Regions from separate parts of the Macaca mulatta genome. Here region 2 is linked to region 1. Evidence: chromatin contacts called from public Hi-C data. All regions are on one chromosome and are shown on one strand. Each heading gives the region's core, a stretch centred on a gene start, on an enhancer-like site or on the middle of the called end of the contact. The rest is flanking DNA. Distances are from core to core; before and after follow the strand shown. Region 1 holds the start of HS1BP3 (HCLS1 binding protein 3). Region 2 holds the start of PUM2 (pumilio RNA binding family member 2).

What was found. A called contact is a pair of places that touch in the nucleus more often than the background predicts.
Region 2: a Hi-C map of blood shows a contact between it and region 1, with 4 times the contacts expected there. The contact joins the promoter of PUM2 here to the promoter of HS1BP3 in region 1. A contact is called at or near these places in 4 of 14 Hi-C or Micro-C datasets (blood, fetal cortex germinal zone, fetal cortical plate and 1 more).

The regions. Positions count from the first base shown.
Region 1 is chr13:104,375,512-104,379,251 of T2T-MMU8v2.0, reverse strand. It overlaps HS1BP3 (HCLS1 binding protein 3), which reads right to left and starts at 1,632. Exons shown (of 7, transcript XM_001096861.5): 1 at 1,566-1,632. The coding sequence starts at 1,597.
Region 2 is chr13:104,692,995-104,696,734 of T2T-MMU8v2.0, reverse strand. It overlaps PUM2 (pumilio RNA binding family member 2), which reads right to left and starts at 2,153. Exons shown (of 21, transcript XM_077960099.1): 1 at 1,926-2,153.

The sequences.
Region 1 (3,740 bases), core at 383-2,882:
CCAGGGGCCACTCCATCAGAAAGACAGCCCTTGACCACACCATAGAAAATAGCATGCGTGCCTCCTACCACTCTGTTGCCCCCACTGTTTTGTTTTCCTTCTTAACATGTATCATCCCTGACATGTAGATTTGCCTATTGTGCCTGTGCCCCCATTAAAGCTCTCTGAGAGGGACTTGTTTGTCTCCTAGAACTTGGGCCAGTACCCGGTACAGAGGAGGCTCTCAATAAACACCTGCTGGTTGAATTCAAGCTTGAGTGCATGTGGCAATGACAGGTGGGAGGAGGCTGCACTGGAAAGAGGTGCTGGGGTGTGACTGGGAAGGGCCGGCCTTGCTGCTGGGCTAAGGTGTTTGAACTCACCCTGCAGGCAAGATCCTTGGCGCCCCCACGCCTGTTAACAAGATATGTCCAGGCTGTGCAGCTGGGCAGCCTGCACCCAACACCAAAGTCACACCCCATCCATCTGCATGTGGCCGACGGGCATATACTACTGACGTTGCCCATGCCTGCCAATCTCAAACCTCCAATTCACAAAAAAGGAAACTGAGGCTTGGTGAGAGGAGGTGACGTAAGCGGCAGTAGGGCAACCTCTTCTGCCCATGAAGATACATCTGTAACCACACTTGATCATGCAAGACCAGGCAGGCTCCGACATCAGGGTTTACAAAAGGAATCATACCTTTCTAGACCTTAAGTCACAGGGAATTCCTGATTACAACTGGAAGATCAACAGTTGGCTGGGTAACACGTTCATTTATGTCATAAATAGTCTTAGGCATCTTAGCCTAAGACTTTGTGTAGGGAGAGCAAGGGTGAAGTGTATGAAAATATTTGAAGTAAGTCACTTTACAGCGTTTTAAAGGCGGAAAGAAGTAAAAGCCTTGCCAGGATCCATCCTAGGCTGGGTCCTCTAGGCCTCGATCAGGAGCGATCCACTCTGCATCCTCCACCTGGACCCCTCCGAGGCCTTTTCTGTAACTTGCGCTTTCCTGAGCTGCCTCGCAAGCAGCGACCACCTCTCCCTGGTCTCTCATCAAAGTCATCCTCCCAGAAACCGGGTTCCTGCCCTGTACTGTGTTCCCATGGCAACCTGAGCTTACTACCCGCTGCTGGCATCACCCCCTCTCCACCGCAGCCCCCTGCCGGGCGAGCCTGTCTGATTCACCCCGGTCCCCGGTGCCCAGCACGGGGCCTGGGACGCAGGGAGCGCTGAAAGGATGGAGAAGTAGGTTTTCGGGCCCAAAAGAGAAGAACCCAAGCCGATAGGAAAGAAGAGCAGAGTCCCCACTGCGCCCGCCTGCACTGAGCCAGTCAGTCCCAGGCCTCCCGCAGTCTTTGGCGAGTTCTCTACCCTCTAGAGGGCCTCAGTTTCCTCATCCGTAAATCGGGGGCGCCACCTCTCCTGCAGGACGGTGCAGGGGCCCAGCCAGGATAAGCCACTGAGGGCGCTGGGGAGACCTGCTCCGGGTCCCGGGCCTGGGAGGCGGCCGCCTCCCCCTGCCTCTCCGCCCGGGCGCCCCGGACTGCGAGCTGCGCGGCGTGGGGCACGGGGGTCTGGCTCACCTGGAGGTGACGAGCACCGCCGGGGAATGCATAACGGCCGCGGGGGCTCAGGGCGGGGCGCGCAGTCACGGGACACGGCGGTGCCCGCGTCACCGCGTCCCCGCCCCGCCTCCCGCCGCCCTGGCCCGCCCCCCGGCGGCCGCGGCCGCGCAGTTCGCGCCTGTGGCCAGAGGCAGGGCGAGAGCGCGGCGGGGCGGGAGCGCGGCGGGGCGGGAGCGCGGCGGGGCGGGAGCGCGGCGGGGCGGGAGCGCGGCGGGGCGGGAGCGCGGCGGGGCGGGAGCGCGGCGGGGCGGGAGCGCGGCGGGGCGGGAGCGCGGCGGGGCGGGAGCGCGGCGGGGCGGCGCGGGCGGGTCCTGCACTGTCGCGGTCGGTCTGCGCAGTTCGGAGCTTCCGGAGTTCCCGGGCTGAGCCGCGCCCGCCGCAACCACCTAGAAGAAGCCCAGCCTGGCCCTGGCACGCGGTGAACCTTTATCGGTGTGTCTGTTTTGCGCTAAAGTTTAGCCGCTAGAGTGACGGGACTCTGCTGTTTCCGCCGCCGGTCCCCATTACAAATGCACTCCCCCTCTCCCCAAAGAACATTTCATTCAACCGATTGGTCAACAAATATTTACCAAGCCGGGGCTCTGTCCAGGCCTCATGGGGTCTTCTTCAAGCTGCACAGTGAACGCCACGCAGCAGCCCAGTACCCCTTGAGCTTGCTGCCTCCAGCTAGCTCTCCTCTCTCCTTCCTACTGCCTGCCGGCTCCATAACTGACGGGCACTCTCCCGACAGAGGATCTTCAGAGAGCCACCCTCTGCTGCTCGGCAGAGCCCTGGTGGAGGCCTCCTGGGGCCAGGCCTGCCTGGGATGGCTGCACTTGGGTTCCCAGCTGGAGCAGGGCAATGGGGTCCAGGAGCCAGTTCCCCTCAGAAGGGGAACGTACAGACATGCAGACCCTAACAGACCCTCTCATTTTAGATTCACCTCTCCGTGGTGTGAGAAACAGAGATCGTATCACCTGCCAGCGTAGCCCAGGGAAAGAAAAGCTGAGTCTGCAAACAGGGCCAGCAGAAGGTGCAAACTGCTGCCCCTATTCTGTTACTGTCTCCACCCAGAGCCCCAGTGACAAAAAGCAAGAGAAGCTGAGCTTAACCATACCAGAATTCACGGCAGGGCGATGTCAGCCCTGTTTCCGAGCCTGTCGACCACCGCCACCAGCATCACCACCATCTACCTGTAGTTACAGATTTTAGTGAAGAGATCCTACAGTAAAAGATTTTGAAAAATGACTTTCCCCAATGTGTCTCTTGAATAAATACGGATATTCCTGTGCCTTATTATTTGTTTCAAATGTGTTTATAGGCAAGATGAGCAATCATGAATGAAGTATGACAATGAAGGAAAGTTCTGAGGGAGACCCTTGAAGGCTACAGCGAAGAGCTGGGATGATGGCGGGAAGCCCTGTCTGCTCTGCTGCTCATCGGCCTGTGTGTCTGCAGGGCAGTGTTCGGGGCTGCAAACGGTCCTCCGTGTTGTGTTTACATTGGCATGCCCCACTTTAGAGAAAGGGAGTTCAGCGTCTGGACAGAAAACAGTAAAGGCGTCAGCATTCCAGGAGTCTGAGCGTAGTGCCAGGCAGTCCAGCAGTCACCATTGCACATACGTTTATCCAGCAGACAGAAACACACTGAATAAGACACTTTAGCTGCCTTCAATGGACTTCCTTGCCTTTCTATGTGGGGAGCAGGTGGGGGTCTGGAAAGGCTTTCTGAAGGAGCCAAAGTCCAAGGTAAAACCTGAAGAAATATGGATAGAATAGAATAGAAGGAATGTCACAAGCAAAGCCCTAGAGACAGCATAGGAACACCAGGGAACGGGGGAAGAGGCCAGCAGGAGCCAGGGTGTGGACAGCCTAGTGCACCAAGGCCAGGGCTTTGCCTGATCCTGAGGCCAACCCAGCGCCATCAGAGGGTCAGGGACATAGGAGTGACCGGGCCAGCTAGGAGGCCGTAGGCAGGGGTTCGGAGCATGTTGAAGGTATGAAGATGTGTTGGACTGCAGAACAATCCAGACAGGAGACAATGGTCCCATGAACTAGGGTGATGGCCACCCAGGTGGAGAAGAGGGGACAGGTGAGAGGACCTTAGCAGAAGGAGTTGGTCAAGACTCGGGAATCCAATGGTTGAGGGCGGGAA
Region 2 (3,740 bases), core at 904-3,403, 320 kb before region 1:
CCCGGTGCGGTGGCTCACGCCTGTAATCCCAGCACTCTGGGAGGCCGAGGCGGGAGGGATCGCTTGAGCTCGGGAGTTGAGCCTAGGCAACATAGGAGACGAGCCTAGGCAACATAGTGAGACCCTGTCTACAAAAATGCAAAAATTAGCCGGGCGTGGTGGCATGCGCCTGTAGCCCCAGCTACAGCTACTCGGAAGGCTTAGGTGGAAGAACAGTTGCAGCCCGGGACGCGGTGGCTGCAGTGGGCCGAGATCTCACCACCTGCACTCCAGCCTGGGCGACAGAGAAAGACCCTGTCTCAAAAAAGAAAAAAAGATTCATAAACAAGTATGGAATGCTTAAGAGAAACAAAATCCAAGTATTATGTGGTAATTCATATACAGTATTTGTAATGCCTGAGAATTGAGTCTAAAGTGACAGCTTTGTAAGAACAAATTAAATGTCAGTAATTTAGGCTCTTTTTAGAAGTTGAAATCTTGCTAAATACTGGAACACCTAAGAGAACTTTGGACTCAAATTAAGGAAAGCATGTGTTAAACACAGCTTAAATTGTTGGAATATGCTTAAGATTGTTACTGGCAATTATAACTCAAAATAGCTAGACCTGTAAACAGAATAAAAAACTGGACCTAAATCCTCAAGAACCAGGTTTCTGAAATATAATTTTATTTTAAAAATTATCGCAAACATTTTCTGCATACAAAAACTGCCCTCATGGACACCAAGAAAATTCTACACAATGCAATTTCACCAAAAATCGGAATTTTAAAGAAATTCTTGCAGCACGGAAAATGCCATCATTTACTCATGATGATTGAGCAAATGAAGTAATTCATTGTTAAAAGGAGGCTAAGAATAGAAACAAATCGAAAATATTCATTTTTGTTATTTTTTTCTTTACAGGATTCCTTAAGTCATCTTCCAATACTCCAGGTCACATGGCGAAGAGTCACCTATTAAACACGAAATCTAACCATTAAACAAGCTTTAAAAATCCTTCGGTAACTCCCTTTATTAAAACTGTTTTCTTGACATACAATACCTTTACAGGTATTACATTTCTCTTCAGCGTGTACAAACATTTTTCTCATGTTTTCCTTCACCAAACATCTGCCCCCAGTTTTCTCAACAAGTAAAAATCTCGAAGTACTAAGTCCTAACATGATGCTTTCAAAAGTTTACGTATGTTAGAATAAAAAGCCGTAAGTAGGTTTTCTCTAGCTGTGTTCTCAGAAACAACACTTTTACACGTGTTTGGGCACAAAACTTTAAACATCTTCCCCAAAATCTGACCCAATTCAGATACAAAACTACTGCTCAAATAGCAGAAGCCGCTAATCTTGTCTTTGGTTACAAGTTACATATTTTTCTATCGAAATCCGTTCCTATAGTAAAACATCACCTAAACAAGGCGAATCCAAGTCACTGCTTCATACCTACATCTGTCCACGGCAAGCTTTTCCCGGACACACTCGGGCCTTTGAAAATGCCCACACTTGTTTTCATAAACCCACTCCTTCCTCTTCACCCACTTGCAATCCGCATGCTTCTCTGGGGCCACCCGGCCTCTCCCCCACTTTCCGAAACCCAGGGCCGACAGCTCAGTCTCTAACCTCCAGTCCGCCGAATCTGGGGGAGAACGGGGTCGGCGCCCCAGGCCCCCCAGGCGGCGGCCCAGCGGAGGGAAGGAAGCGGGAAAGCGGTCGGACGGGAGCCCCCTCCGCCGCGCGCGCACACCCCCTTCCGGCACCCCTCCCCCTGCATTGTGCGAGCGGGCCACAGGCCGCACCGGCCCGGGCACTCAGCAAGCCCCGTCCGCCCTCCCGCTGGTGATCGGCTCCCGCCGACGCCGCCGCACAAAGCCCAGGGAGCCACCCCGGCAGCGCCACAGGACCGGAGAAAGAGCGAGCGCGGACTGACTTACAGGGCTGCTGCGGCCGCGCTGCCTCAGCCGGGGACACCGACCGTTGGGCACACGGCGGCGTCGCTCTTGGCGGTCCTCCCCCTCCTCTGCCTTCGGTGGCGGCAATGTCTTCTTTCTCCACCTACCACCCTCCCCCCCCACCCCACCTCCTCCTTCTCCTCCCCCTCCTCCTACGAACCACCGAAGTACCGAGGGTGAGACACAGAGACTCACAACAACATGGCTGCCACCGCCGCCTCCCCTCCCCTCCCCCCCGCCCACCGGGCGCGCGCAATGCATCCCGGGAGAAAGGGGAGGGGGAGCTCTCACCGAGGCGCGGCTCCTTTCAATGCCTTGCGTCCCAGCTCCCGCGCTACTGCCGCGCGGGCCGGGGGCGCCCTGCGCGTGCGCACGTTCTCCGCGCTCTCACGTGTTCGGCCGCCTCTCCGGCGTGCCCTCCCCCGCCCTCACCTTGCGGGCTCGCGTTTCCCTCCTGGGCTCTGCCGCGGCGCCGGGAGCGCGCGCCGGGCTGGGACAGCGCAGGCGTGCTGTTGCCAAACGCTGTGTTGGACTGTCTTACCGCGTGGGGCCTCGACTTCTGAATCTTCTCACTCTCGGCTTCCTACCCGGTTGCTCATTGTTTTCCCCCAACTGGGTGTGCAGGTGTCTGCGCCCGCGCCGCCCACCTTGGGGTACTCCTGGCATTTCGCTTCCGGAGTGCTGGCGCCCGCAAGAGCCGGACGTTAATTCAGGCCTTTAGCTTTCACCCAGTACCTCCGCACGAGACGAGGGAGATGCATTTGGAGGTAGAAGATTGTACCCCGTGAGAGGGCTGTCACTCTTCTCGTCTTGCACCCCAGGCAGGTGGAGCCAGCTCTCAGCAAATTGTCGGCCCCCCAGTGCTTGGTCCCGGTGCACACAAAGGAAACTCATGTCGTTCTCGAGCTGGGCCAGTGATTCTCACTCGTTGGCTGTTTCTTTTTCTCGGGTACCAAGCGCTGTTTCCTTCCCGATTTACAGGCTGGTTGGAAACCCCAAATCTGCCTTGCTGTCCTGGCCCCCCGTGCAAAGCAGTGGTGATTCCAGGATTCTAACCTAACCTGCTCCAGGTCACACAGCTGTAATAGGCACCGTGTCTGATATGTTCTTGATGGTTTGCACAGCTCCTGGCTCTCCTGACATGCTGCAATTCGTAAAGATTCAGGACCTCCCTTATACTTTGCTTAATGTATGTATTCCCTGGGCGACTGTGAGCTCCACGAGGGCAAGGACCTTGTGTTTTGTTTTACACTGTGCCCTCAAGTGCCTGTTGAATACATGGGCTCTTCGGTTTTTAACTATTACTGAAAAATGTCTGACATTGAAATCCATCCCAAGCCCCTACCTTAGAGTCATATTGCAGGCTTCTAGATATTTTCACTTGAATGTTCTTGTCGCCAAGCATGTTAAAAACTGAAGTCACACCCATCCCCTACCCCCCACTCTTGTACTGTCTCTATAGTTGGCAGTGCCACCACCTATTCATTCCCCAAATTACCCCTCTGAGAACCATCCTTGTCTCTTCCTTTTATCCCCCACTCCAAATATAAATAACTTACCAAGCCTCGCAGATTTTTACTTCCCAAGTAATTCTGGAGACAGTCTCTTCCTCTGCCTCCTCACTAATACTAGCCTTGCTTCCCAGGTCTGGATTTCTGTAGCTGGCTCTTAATCAGCTTTCCTGTCTCCAGTCTCATTCCCTCCAATCAGTTCTGCTCACTGCTATCTAAAATGCAAATCCAATTCCTGGCGCTCAGGCCTCTGCTTCAACCATCTCATTGCTCCCCATCACCCACG